Regions from separate parts of the Mus musculus genome. Here all the other regions are linked to region 3. The links are chromatin contacts, called in public Hi-C and promoter capture Hi-C maps. All regions are on one chromosome and are shown on one strand. Each heading gives the region's core, a stretch centred on a gene start, on an enhancer-like site or on the middle of the called end of the contact. The rest is flanking DNA. Distances are from core to core; before and after follow the strand shown. Region 1 overlaps Adarb2 (adenosine deaminase, RNA-specific, B2). Region 2 overlaps Adarb2 (adenosine deaminase, RNA-specific, B2). Region 3 overlaps Adarb2 (adenosine deaminase, RNA-specific, B2).

Region 1 (4,174 bases), core at 1,554-4,053, 330 kb before region 3:
TCATATTCAAAAGTAATTATTTTGGAGAGAGACCAGGCCACATGGAGGGTGTGGCCAAGGCTGGACCAAGTCCGGAAGAACCTGGAAACAGTACAGACAGCAGAAGCAAAGAGGGACAGACTCTCCTCACTTCTCCTGGAAGCTGCTCCCCTTGGAGGTCCTGGTAATAACCAGAAAGTTGGAAGGACATAGAACTGAGGTTTCTGAGAACACCTGGTGTGGGCTCTTTGCCATCTGGAAGAATCCTGCCATACCTTGCCACACACACCTGCCTGAGGCCTCCCCATCTCACCTTTTGGGGGTTGCACAGTCCTGAACACTGTGAGAGCTAACCTCAGGGGTACCATTACAGATGAGAAAGAAACTCCAAAGGAAGGGAAGCTGCCAGTGGGGCTGGCGGGGATGCTGGAACTGTGGTATAGGTATTTGTGGTCCAGCTACCAACTTTCTAGCAAGGTAGAAGAAACAGGAAATTGTCATGACCTGTGAGTGTTGGGGGTTGAGTGAGAACACATTTGTCACAGTTGGGATCATAGGAGAGAGGTCTGTGGCATCAAGGTAAAGTGACATCCCCCACTGACAGTGAGGCAGAGGTTTAATTGCACCCACATATTCTAGCAAACATCTTTAATTAAACAATGAGGGCTTATGGATTAGCCTGATTGTCAGTTACACTGAGGTCAATGAGTTCCTCCCATCTCAGAGAAGAAGGCCCAGGTTTTGGTGTTGCAAAGCTGGTACACAAGGTACCATTAGTTCAAGGACTGTTGATGGTGGGGTAGGAGCCAATCAGTGGTCTCCTCTAGTCATCATGGCTCCTCCACAAAGACCAGGCACAGGTTCAGAAAGCACAGCAGAAAGATTTATACTGAAGACAGCACCACTCTGTGTGAGATGGAGTCTTACAGAGCCCAGACTTACTTTTGAACCACTCTAGGGAGTAAACTATGCATTATGGTCTCCAATTAATTTAGTGCATGTATGAATGTGTGTGTGTGTAAGAGAGGGGGGAGGGGGAGGGGGAGAGGAGCAGAGCTGTGTACCTCTGAAGGTCAGAAGCCAACCCATAGGAGTTGCCCCTCTCCTTCCACCACCATGTGGGTCCTGGGTCCTGCAGTCTACTTACTTGCTGAACCATGCCAGCCCCCCAATTTTCAGATACACATACAAACTTTGCAATGATTTCTGGGCTGGGCTGACCACTGCACATTTATACAACTTTTGGGTGTGTTCTACACTCTCATAGAGTTACACATGTAGGAGAGATCTAAGGGGGAGTTTTGCACCTTGTGTTTTAAATGCACTGTGGAAGGCTGGGGTCTATAAAATTAAAACAACTTCTTTACTGGGAAGGCTTTTTAGGGTTGGAGTTTTCTGACATCATTTGAAATATTTGAGATGGATTGAGCATGTAGTCTTTCTTAGGCCTTGGAAGGCCTTTCATGAGCATCTCAGGGCACCCACCTCTGAGAAATGCTGATGCATGGACCATCAAAAGGCCCAGACTAATGTCACTGGGACTGCCCTGAGGATATTTTCCAAGTGATGCAATTGTAAGCTTGCATTTAGCTTTGAATTGCTGAGCTTCAGACTAGGGCGACACATGGGAAACAGTCTAACTTTCTTTAAGGGCAAAAGTCAGTACCATGTGTAGAGAGGTGATCTAAACAGAGAGGGTGTATATTCTAAAGTGCTATTAATGAAGAGCATGCCGGGTGGTGGTGGCACACACCTTTAATCCCAGCACTTGGGAAGGCAGAGGCAGGCAGATTTCTGAGTTCGAGGCCAGCCTGGTCTACAAAGTGAGTTCCAGGACAGCCAGGGCTACACAGAGAAACCCTGTCTTGAAAAACAAAAACAAAAACAAAAACAAAAACAAAAACAAAAAAGAAAAAACAAAACAAAAGAAAATGAAGAGGGTGATCACCAACAGTCAGTGTAGGCCTAGTGTTTTACTAAGCCACTATGGGACAGTGGCTTTGTACAAAGTGGAGATCTGGTAGCAAACGAATGGAGGGTGTTCCACTGAGAAACAATGCTGTACAGATTTAGATTCCATGTAAAATAAAAACATTTATTTATTTGCATATGACTCAAATTATGATGATATAGTTTCACTTCCTACAGCAAACGTGAGTAGCAAGACACGTCAATCATCCTAAGACCAAGACAGCAGCAAAGGCTTCTATACAAGCGTCTGTTGTGGGATCTCCCATATTTGTAGCCTTTGCTCCTTAGTACCCATTTCCTGTCAGCAAGCAGAACTTCTCTGGGAGCACCCATTGCTGAGTTGTGGGTTACTGGTAGAGTAAGGCTCACATGCATCTCATCTCTAAGGGGAGCACTGATAATCTAAACTACTCTCTCTTCCTGATCATAAGAGACCCCAAAATTTGCAAAGTCCATAGCAAGACGAAAGTATGGAGCCCCTATTAATAAATCATTAGATATTTCAAGATGGTGGCACTAGGGCATTAATTTAAAGATGGGATGTGAGCAGGATGTATCACCTGTCCCTTGCCCAAGAAACTATTTAACTTACCTGGTGATTCTTTCATAGGTGAGCACAGGACTTAGGCTAATGAGAATCAGATGTAGAGTTCTTGATTTACGATAAACAGTCCTACTAGATGAGGTAACCAGATGAATCTGGAGTATATAACTCCAGGATACTCGACCTTTCGGTTACCAAGCCAAAAGGGAAAGAGTCAGAGGTAGGGGAAGGCTGGGCTCAGCCTGAGCCTGAACTCTGATTTCTATCCGTCATTACATTCTGATTCCAGCTGGATCTGAGTAAGCCCGCTCTCAACTCTTCAGTTCCATGAGCCAAGACCGGTTACCTAACACTTGCAACCAAATTTATTCTGACTTATGTAATTCTAATTACAAAACTTCATTTTTTTTTTTTTTAAAACCGGCTTCAAGTCCCTCACGACTAAAGCAAGCATCGAAATAGCTCCTCGGGTCATCGTAAGGACCTCGACTCAGTTATCACTGTCCTCCTCTTAGATATCGTGGAGCAGAGCATTTGCTGGATCTGGGATGAGAGTTGGAACCCCATATTGAGATGCAGAAATAATTGCTCTGCTTGGTATTGGCAAGGTGTAGGCTGGTCCCTTTCAAATTGTGATGTATTTTCTAAAGAACTCTTTTGCTACAGTAGTCAGTAAGGGGCCATTAGCATTCATTCTCACCTGATTCATGCCAGAATGAACAGACTGAGGCTGCTGCTTGGGCCAAGTTAAAATGAGCAGTCAGTCTGAAAAGTGCAGAGGCTTTGCAAAAAACACATGGGGACTGCTGCAGTCTAATAGTCTAAGGGGAAAAATGGCTTCCACAGAACTCAGCTCATTTGTAGATTAGTGATTTGGCATCTCCCTGCCTGCAGCCTGGGATCCACTCAGCATGCTATAGGCCTGTTCCCTCTCTAATCTCTTCACACTCTTTCATTTAATACAGTATTTCAGATGGAAGTCCCTCCCTCAGGCTTCTGGGCTACCCTATAAGCACCTCTATTAAGGTGATGATTGTATTGTCCTCTGCTGGTTCGGCTAGTTCACTTCCCCAGTTCATGGCTATGAGATGGCAGGATCATGTATTACTGTGACCCACTCATGGGGTTTCTGTTCCACAGGTACTGACTAGATGTGACATCTGTGGAGAGGTTTCACAACTCAGACGGCTCACAGATCCAGGTTGCAGGCTCTTCTTTGGGCTCACTGTGAACAAGAATTGGGGTCTTATTCCAAGCTGGGGGCATACACAGTTGGTGATGTGCTTGCCTTCTAAGCAAAGGGACCTGAGTGATTTCTAGTGCAATGCGAAAAGCTAAGCACAGTAGTACACGTTTCTATTATCCGCACTGTATCAGTAGACAGATCTGCATACCTAGGTCTTTCTGGCCAGTATGTCTAGCCTTTTTGGTAAATTTCGGGGACATGAGAGACTGTCTCAAAACTAAGACAAGACAAGGTAGATGACACCTGAGGAGTGACAGCTGAGATTGTTCTCTAGTGTCTAATTCCACGGGCACACACACGGACCTTCATTTCTACTAGCGCATTCAGAAGTGAGTACACATATGCATGTGCACATGCATGTGCACACACAATAGGAGAGATGAGAAGGGGGGGGGTCTTTGCTACTGGAACATTTTAGTAGTTCTGGATTAACT
Region 2 (4,248 bases), core at 825-3,324, 360 kb before region 3:
GCCTTCTTCTTAGTGGGCCCCGTGCCTTCAAATGTGAGGCCGTTCACTTCTACAGCCACTGCGAAAACTGGGGCGTGCACCGGGCCCGTCTGTGACACCATTCGGTACTGCAGACCAGGCTTCAGCTCATGCAGCTGGACCAGCGCATTCTTGGGTGTCACAGACCAGGAGAGCTTCTTCCAGATCAGCTGGAGTTTGCAGAAATGTCCCCCATTTCCTTCCTCCAGCGGCCTTTTCCTTTTAACGCTGGGTGTGCTGCCTCTGGCCCAGTCTCCAGGGGGCAGGGGCCTGGTCCCCAGGTTGCTCACATTTCGGTTTTCCTTCACTTCAGCACTGCTGGTACCTGGAGGTGAGAACAAATTAGTCATGACCCAGAGCACTGGCAGGTCACCACTAATGAGAGACATCATGGCTAATGATTGCTCTGTAAGGCTGGGGAATCCAGGTGCCTAGATCCCTTGCCATCAGCACTTCAGGCCAGGTCTGGAAAAGGTGCTGTAATGACTTTCACAAGATACAAGAGACCAGTGGGGACCATTTGCCTATTGGAGGGGGGGAGGTCCTCCGTCATCCAGGAGGTCTCAGAAAGTCAGGCTTGAGAAGACATGAGGAAGAGACAGGCAAGGCGTGTGTCCTGTGCATGTTCTCACAGTCTCTGGTTGTTAGTATGAGTTGTGATGTCGTCACCTATGAATGTCCTACCTCCTCAGTACCCATAGGCAAATGATGAGTGCCTTCCTTCCAACACCCACTGACAACCAAGAAACACTACCTTCTCAGGAGTTCTGTCATCAGGAACACATTCTAGAACTGAGATTAACAAAGATGTTCGTTGTGGTATATTGTTTTTACAGTTGAAAATGTAGGAAATACATAGCTTCCCACATTTAGAGGACTGGTTAGGTTGCAGTAGAATCCAACTGCTGAATGATAATACAACGTGATAGCCTCGTCGACTCCATGTGCTTCAACCTAAGTAAATCTCCTCTACATAGTGCTAGATGGCAAAATGGACTTGCAAAAGGAATCCACTGAGTAGGATAGAATTCATGGGTGTCTGAAGAATACACATGTTACATATTACTCATATAATCAGACTTATGAAACAACTGAGGGCAGTTATGTCACAAAGACACAGCCCCATCTCCCAGAGGAGGTGGGGGAAGGAAGGAAAAGAAATACGAGGACAAAGAATGGCTTCATTTCTACTGTGGCATTTTCTTTTCTTTTTTTTAAAGTGTGTGTGTGTGTGTGTGTGTGTGTATGAGAGAGAGAGGAGAGAGAGAGAAATGAGGGCGCAGGTGTGGGCAGGTCAGAGAACAACTTGCAGGAGCAGGAGTCAGTTTTCTCTCTCTACCATGTGGGTTCCAAGGATTGAACTCAGGTCATCAGGCTTGGTGGCCACCTTTGTCACCTCATCCATCTTGTTGATCCAACATTTTATTGCTTTTGCAAAAAGTTAAGATAGAGTAAATTTAGCAAAACTATAACTTTGTAAATATATGTATATATACATATATACATACACACATATATGTATACATGCATAGATATATCTGTACATATATTTTTACACATGCACACAGATATGTATATGTGCATATATATGTATATATGCATACACATATATACATACATATGAGTCCCGGGGCTGATCTGGCCAGGCGGAGTAATGCCCACATTTCTCTAAGCACCTCACACATGTTCTCAGGGACTGGGAGCTCTCAGCTCCGTGGCAGGTGTGAATGTGTTCTTTTTTTTTTTTTTCTCTCTTTAAGCAAGTAGAAATTGCAGGTGACGTTTCCAGTGAACCCACAGCTTCAAAAACAGACTTGACATACAGACCTGCTTCTCTTGTGCAGCTAGGAAGCTACCTATACACAACGGTAACTTAGAACTGTGAGAGCTAGACAAGTTTAAACACAATTTAAGACTAGCCACCTTGGCTAACTGTTCTCTAATAAAGTTGTTCTCTTAGAAAACCCCAGGTGTGAAAGCCACAGTGGTACTGAGCCCCCTGCTGCACTTTGCCAGGGCACGTGCTTCTGGAATGCTAAACTCAAAAATGTGTTATCCAAAGCCAAGGATTATGCCTGTGAACAGCCTGCCATCTTCTACCGATCCCTGGCAGCTTTGATGTGTTCTATTGAGTACCTAACTTTGCTACATTTCTTTTTCATTAGTCCTTAGGGAGCTAGTGGCTAGTATGGTGAACACTTTACGAGCAGATAGCTGGAAACCGAGGCTCAAGGAGTTGAAATTATTTACAGAGGTTGCCTGCTATGGCAAGTGTTTAGGTTGGGACTCAGTCCTAGGAATCTCACATTGCACTCATCCATGCAGTGGCTGTAAGTTGATTTTATGGATGCAGAATGATTGTGACATTTTCTTGGCCTTTGTAGATTAACACCCCTCCCCAGGCCATCTGGATATAATGAAGCCAAGTCTACCCCATGTGTGATGAGTCCCGGGGCTGATCTGGCCAGGCAAAATCGTGCCCACATTTCTCTAAGCACCTCACACATGTTCTCAGGAGCTGGGAGCTCTCAGCTCCGTGGCAGGTGTAAATGTGTTCTTTTTTCTCTCATTAAGCAAGTGGAAACGGCAGGTGAATTTTCCAGTGAACCAACAGCTTCAAGAACAGTGAATGCCTGGCTGGCTGTTGACACACGGACCTGCTTCTCTGCAGCCTGAAAGCTACGCAGGTTGAGACCTGCCAGAACCGCCACTGTGCTTCTCACCTCTCAGTTTATGGCATTGTTGTTGGAGAATAATGAAGAAGAAAGTACAATTTCACAGTCACAAAGGATGCCTTTGAACATCAGGTGCCTTCCCGAGGTATCCTGACGTTTGAGAATGTTCTTTTCAGCGTGCACTCTAACCTCCCTTTAGCTCAGCGCTAGCCCATCGGTCATAGCTATCACGTCTTTATAAAGAAGCCAAAACTGCCCTTTCATCGATGCTACACGTGGGGGCTCTGCGTTGAAATGGAGCTCAGGCTCTCGGTTTAATTTTCTGAGTTGTGAAATGGGCTTACTACTATATCAATTTGCTACTAAAAAGCTATTAGGATTTGGGGAGGTTAGTTTGTTCAGAAGTGTGAATCTGAGTGTTTTTTAAGGTATAACCATGCAACGTTCATTTGTTATGGATCTCAGCAAAAATAATTACCGTTTAGATAGCGAGTGCTAAATCTCAACTGTTTGTGTTAATCGTTGCGTGCTCTGGTATGCACACAGCAATGCACTCTGTCATTTAGGGCATTTCAAGCCAATGGAGAGTGTACATTAGATTAAACTGTGTGATTTTTCCCCAAACTGAACTCAAAATGGAAAATAAAGATCAAACAAAACAATTCCCAAATCCCCACATCAGATTGCCTAGAAACCTGCTTGGAGCCTTCTAATTTCTTATTGATTTCTTACAATGTGGGGATTTAATAAGTGTGCCAGTGTGATTATGGTGGCTAGCCTATCAGATGACCTCTGCTGTATCTTAGAGAATCGAACTCAGAAAACAACATTTTTGCCCTACACACTGTGAAATCCCTTTTTATTTGCTTCTCTTCTGTAACTCTTAGTATCTTGCTACTGTTGTAGATGGAACTCCTCATATAAACTTTGATTATTAGACTGGGGTATGAGTTTCTCTCTCTCTCTCTCTCTCTCTCTCTCTCTCTCTCTCTCTCTCTCTCTCTCTCTGTGTGTGTGTGTGTGTGTACATGTGCCTGTTTTGTACACAAGTGTGGAGACCAAAGGTGGATGCTGGATTTCCTTTCCAATTGACACAGGATCTTCAATCGAACCTGGAGCTTTCCAAGTTGCCTAGGCTGGATGGCCATGGATCCCCCGGTTTCTGCCTCCTGAACATTGGGGTTACAGGGCTCCCAGCACCCCACTTTTCACATGGGTGCTGGATATCAAACTCAGGTGTCTCTGCTTGTGACATAAGCAGAACCATATGAACCGCCTGCCAGCCTCTGTGAGCCTCTTCCTTAATCAATAATTAGTAGCAGTTGGTTAAAAAGAACATATATGGGTCCTTATCTTAGAACAAGTTAGGCTCTCTGGGATGACATGCTTTGGATAACCAATTCTCAGTGTCCAGCCAGAACTTTAGAGCCCATCTAGGCTTAGGTTGAGGCCTCTGTCCTGGGACCCATCAGTGGCCACTTCACAGGGTCAAGAATCAAGCAGGCAAGAGATCACATGATGCCTTTGTCCTTTGTTTAGGCATGTTGAGACCTTA
Region 3 (4,440 bases), core at 1,459-3,958:
CGCCAGGGCTACACAGAGAAACCCTGTCTCCAAAAACAAAAACAAAACAAACAAACAAACAAAAACCAAACAAAAACAAACAAACAAAAAACCCCCCAAAAAACAAAGAAAAAAAGACTTCAAAGAGAGTTTAGGAGTATATTATGAATAGTTTTGTTTTACTTATTATCATTTGAATGGTATTACAACAGCCACAGAAAAAAACCCCAGGTCTGTGATGTTGAACTGACGTAAATGTCCAGTGGCACACTGTAACCTCAGTGCAGTTGGACTTTCAGTGTAAGAAGCAGGTCCTGCACCGCTGCTTCCTGGTACCCACGCTACAGATCTTCCTGTCTCGATGCAGGAGCATTTGCTTTTACAAGGCGTGGGGGGGGGGGGGGGTTAGGTAGAGGGCTCACACTGGAATGATTAGTAGTTCAGCAAACATGATTGTTCTAACTGTCCTTTACATTGGAAGCAGATTGGCAAATCCACCCCCAGTCTCAGGATCTCAGGATTGAGAAGTATGCAGAGTTTAAGAAAAGCTTTCAATTCTCATCTTTAAGGCATTTAAGCAAAATGTTGCCTGAGCTTATATTGTATTTTCTTTCAATTTTAAAGATGAATACTACTTTTCTTTGTTTATAGGAAGGTTTCCTATATCAGACATGGCTCCTTACTCAGGTATAATATTTTTATGTCCTTCATATAAACATATATAACCTGTTTATTATTTTGAAAAATTAAAAGCAATATTAACTATTTGACTTTTCTATAATTTAACACAGGTGATAATAAGTTCTAACATATATTGAATTTCATAACACAGAGGGGGCAATTACTAGCTACTTTCTATCAAGAAACCAGACACAAGTGGAATTTATTCAAAGCCAATAAAAGAATAAAGTTGAATTATGCTTCTTCCTTTCATGTTCAATATCTATAACTAAAATAAAAGTAATCAAATACCCTGCATGGATAGAGAGGACCCAGGTGACTCCATTAACTCTTTATTATAAGATACACAGTTCTCCAGGAAAGAAAGTCTGCTGTTGTGCACCACATTCGTGTCTGAGAAACTAAAATTCCCTTAAAAGCCAAACAAATCAGCTCATAGGTAGCTGATTCTTGGATGTGGTTCCTGGAAAACTGGATCCACTCTCATGTTTTCAGCTGCAGATTTAGAGCTTAGAACTGCACTTTTCACTTTACTTGAAGTCATCCAAGCAGCCAGACACAACAGCCCTCAACCTCCTTTCCTTCTAACTAAAATAAAAACAGAAAGGACAACCTGAACCTGATCACTAAGCAGGGATGCCTTGGTTCCAGGCTGGCAAGGGACATAAGTAGAAACACAGGTCTGTCTGCAGGTTTGTAAATCCTGAAGGCACCTTTTCATTGGCCCTTTTTAAGGTCTCCCAAGGACCCTTTCAAACTTACGTGTATTCAAAATTTAAAAGGAATTCCCCCCGCCCTGATTTCTTCGAATTTTGAAAGCCATGTCGCTCTACTGACATTGGCGTATTAGGTGAACTATACATTAAGAGCTATAAATAAATGACTATATTTAAACAATCAAGAACTTACAGCCTATATTCCTCTGAGCGAAGGAAATCATTTAATTGAAAAATTAGGGGTTAATTTAGATTCATGTTATCTACAAACCCAAGCAGCAAGGATCAGAATTGTCAGAGCCTCAGCCAGCAGGCTCTGCTGTCTTACCTTCATTTTCTCAGGTTTTTTTTTTTTTTTCAAATTATTTTGTGCTCACAGAGAAACACATGGAAAATGGTAATGTTCAATAGTTGAACTAGTTTGCAAAGGACATTCATGGTTTTCATGGCTCACTTGGAATGTGATTTAATTTTTTTTCAAGCTGGTTAAGAGCTTTTAATATCTTGTTCATGATAAGAAAATATGCCCTTTTACAAATCTTGTTTGCAAGTCATTAGCACCCAGATTGGTCACAGTAACATATGTTTAGAAATAAAATTTATAAATTACAAAGAGTTGAGTGATCTTTTTTCATTCTTAGGGTCTTTTTAAACAGTTTTTGTTATAAAAATTCTGACTTATATTTTCTAGGAATATTAGAAAAAGATACAGAAGGATACAAAATTGATCCAATGTTTCTAGTCTTTCCTGTCTAGATTCACACATACACAAAGCAATACACATACACTCCCCCCACACAGTAACATACACATATGCACATATATGTTTTCAATTAAACACAGTGTTACCTTTCTATGTCTCAAAAATTACAGTCTCTCACTTGGCATTTCTTTATATAATACTCCTCTGAGATAGCTTTTTGTCAATAACCCTAATGCCACTATTTGGATAAGAATACATGAATCTTATACTTTTAATCTAAATTCAAGCTCACTCGTCATATCTAACGCCCTTGAAGCAATTTCAAATTACTGTTATTACATGGGTCACTAGAAACCAGAAGCTCTGATATAAATTTTTAAAAGGGAGAGAGAGAAAAGGAGAAAACCCCCTCATGCAATTAGATCCTGCCTAACGGTTGGTTTAATCAATTTGATTTTTATCCTGGAATCCAGTCTTTCCTCTTGAGCTGTCAGCGAGCGAGATAAGAGCCAGTGGTGTAGACGGGCTGTCTTTTCTCCGTTGAGATGACAGCCACACGGATTACTAAAGCATCGCCGGGGATGGAGAGCAACACGGCCGCTGCACCCTCATCCAGTGCGCAATCTTTCTATTTCATTAATTTTTCATGGAATTTCATTTCACAACAAGCTGGCGTCTGCCATCCATCTGCTCCACTTACTGTGTCCCCTTTGCCAACTTTTTATTTGCATCTCACAGCGTTCTCGGGCTGCTCCGCTCCACACCACACTACCTTGCTGAGATTCCCAATTTACTTTCGTGGATCTATCTGCCTTGTGGGGTTGTTTCCAAAAAAATCACACCCGGTCTCCCTAAACATCTGGACACCCAAGCACCCTGGAATAATAGCTCAATCTCAAGACAACTTCTTAGCTGCTGTTAGGTGCTCCAGAGAATGAGACGTTGTCTGCCAATGATCAACTCAGTCAAATAAGTGTTTGCATACCGTTTGGACACTTCCCTAAAGTCCTGTCCTAGTTGATGGGCGATGGATACTTCTCACTATAAACCGTGCCCTTCAGTTTACCTCGGATGGGTATCAATAAGTCTGTGCTAAAAGATTTTTGTTTTACATTCTCAGACACTTCAGTCATTTTACCTATCTGTATATAACAGTGGGTTGTATCTTTAAATATTCTGTTTGAAAAATTAATTTCAGGCCAGAGAGCAGATTCTTTGGGAAAATATACGAACAACAACAACAAAAGGAAAAACAGATGCACAACGCATACACACACACACAAAAAAAATGTTTGCCATTTCAATGCATAAGAATACCAAGGTGTAGTTATAAGATTATTCAAAATTATTATCCTGACAGTCTATGGTTAGGGGTTAAATTTTTACTGATTTATTTTTATGAATTACACTGATTTTAGGAGGTAGCCCTCGTGGACTACCTGCAATGGTCTGCTGCTAATAAAAATGAACAAAAAGCCTTGAATCTTCACCTTTATTTTTTTGAGGTTTCAATGAGTGCTTCGCAGTATTTACACGCTGTTATTTTCTACTGCCAGCAGCACTCATCTCTATAAAGCACTGAATAGATGAAATTATTTATAATCATTCTGCCAGGAATTATGAAATAAGTCCAATCTTTGAGCCCTCTTCACGTCCTACTGAAGGCAATACCCCAGTGGTGAGTGATGGCAGAAGATGCTCCTTATTAACCACCGTTTTGCTAACGTCTCTAATTGATACTGAAGGAGGACCGAACAGATCTATATTCTACACATCAAATGGGTTCAGGCCCCAGATTGACACATGTATAAACATGAGATGTTTTGACGGTCCTTCTCAGTATACTTTTATTTTGCCTGTGTGTGCGTCCTATAAAATGAGAAACTCACACTTCCCATTTGTCCAGGCAGTGTAAACCACTTAGATACGATTTCTAAAGAAAATCCTAACTGAAAACACCCCCTATGGAGGCCATGCCAAGATGAATAATATGAGGTCTCAACAAAAGAAGACAAGAATCATCTTTAAAGTTTTTTCTTGCAGAGAAACATGGGCTTCTGCTAGCTGACCCTGGGAGGCATGTTCTGTGACCAAGTTTCTCTGGTTTTTAGATCTTTAAAGATACGCATTACTTCTTGTGTAGTACAGTGACAGAAACCTAACCTGTGAAAGAAACCACCCCATTTCCAAGATGATGGATTGCGCTTACCAATAATCACATCCTATCATTACCACAGTTAGCCTGTAGCTAGAGTGTTTCAGTTTAGGGCGTAGACTGTTGGATAGTATACTCGACCCAAGACACCTTTTAAGCCTACACGTAGAAAATAAAGATTCTCCGGCATACTGACCAAGTGATGC

Evidence for each region. Promoter capture Hi-C pulls out the DNA fragments that hold promoters and counts their contacts. Hi-C and Micro-C count contacts between places; a contact is called where the count stands out from the background.
Region 1: a contact with region 3 is called in a promoter capture Hi-C map of hippocampal neurons, with 9 times the contacts expected there. The contact joins two enhancer-like sites. A contact is called at or near these places in 4 of 39 promoter capture datasets (cranial neural crest, embryonic stem cells, hippocampal neurons and 1 more), 1 of 484 Hi-C or Micro-C datasets (cortical neurons) and 1 of 9 other capture datasets (adipose tissue).
Region 2: a contact with region 3 is called in a Hi-C map of cerebellum, with 2.5 times the contacts expected there. The contact joins two enhancer-like sites. A contact is called at or near these places in 1 of 39 promoter capture datasets (maxillary cranial neural crest), 2 of 484 Hi-C or Micro-C datasets (cerebellar granule neurons and cerebellum) and 1 of 9 other capture datasets (embryonic stem cells).

What each region holds. Positions count from the first base shown.
Region 1 is chr13:8,537,685-8,541,858 of GRCm38.p6, reverse strand. The region is part of intron 1 of Adarb2 (adenosine deaminase, RNA-specific, B2); the gene reads right to left. Among named protein-coding and RNA genes, the nearest start is that of Wdr37, 330 kb to the left of the region's middle. Within about 2 kb of position 2,803, at least 7 of the 459 cell types and tissues checked have an H3K27ac peak or open chromatin away from gene starts, as enhancers often do. A contact at or near this core is called in hippocampal neurons, where this site is marked.
Region 2 is chr13:8,565,762-8,570,009 of GRCm38.p6, reverse strand. It overlaps Adarb2 (adenosine deaminase, RNA-specific, B2), which reads right to left. Exons shown (of 10, transcript NM_052977.5): 3 at 1-343. Among named protein-coding and RNA genes, the nearest start is that of Wdr37, 300 kb to the left of the region's middle. Within about 2 kb of position 2,074, at least 2 of the 459 cell types and tissues checked have an H3K27ac peak or open chromatin away from gene starts, as enhancers often do. A contact at or near this core is called in cerebellum, where this site is marked.
Region 3 is chr13:8,205,804-8,210,243 of GRCm38.p6, reverse strand. All of the region lies in intron 1 of Adarb2 (adenosine deaminase, RNA-specific, B2), which reads right to left. Among named protein-coding and RNA genes, the nearest start is that of Adarb2, 5.2 kb to the right of the region's middle. Within about 2 kb of position 2,708, at least 6 of the 459 cell types and tissues checked have an H3K27ac peak or open chromatin away from gene starts, as enhancers often do. A contact at or near this core is called in cerebellum and hippocampal neurons, where this site is marked.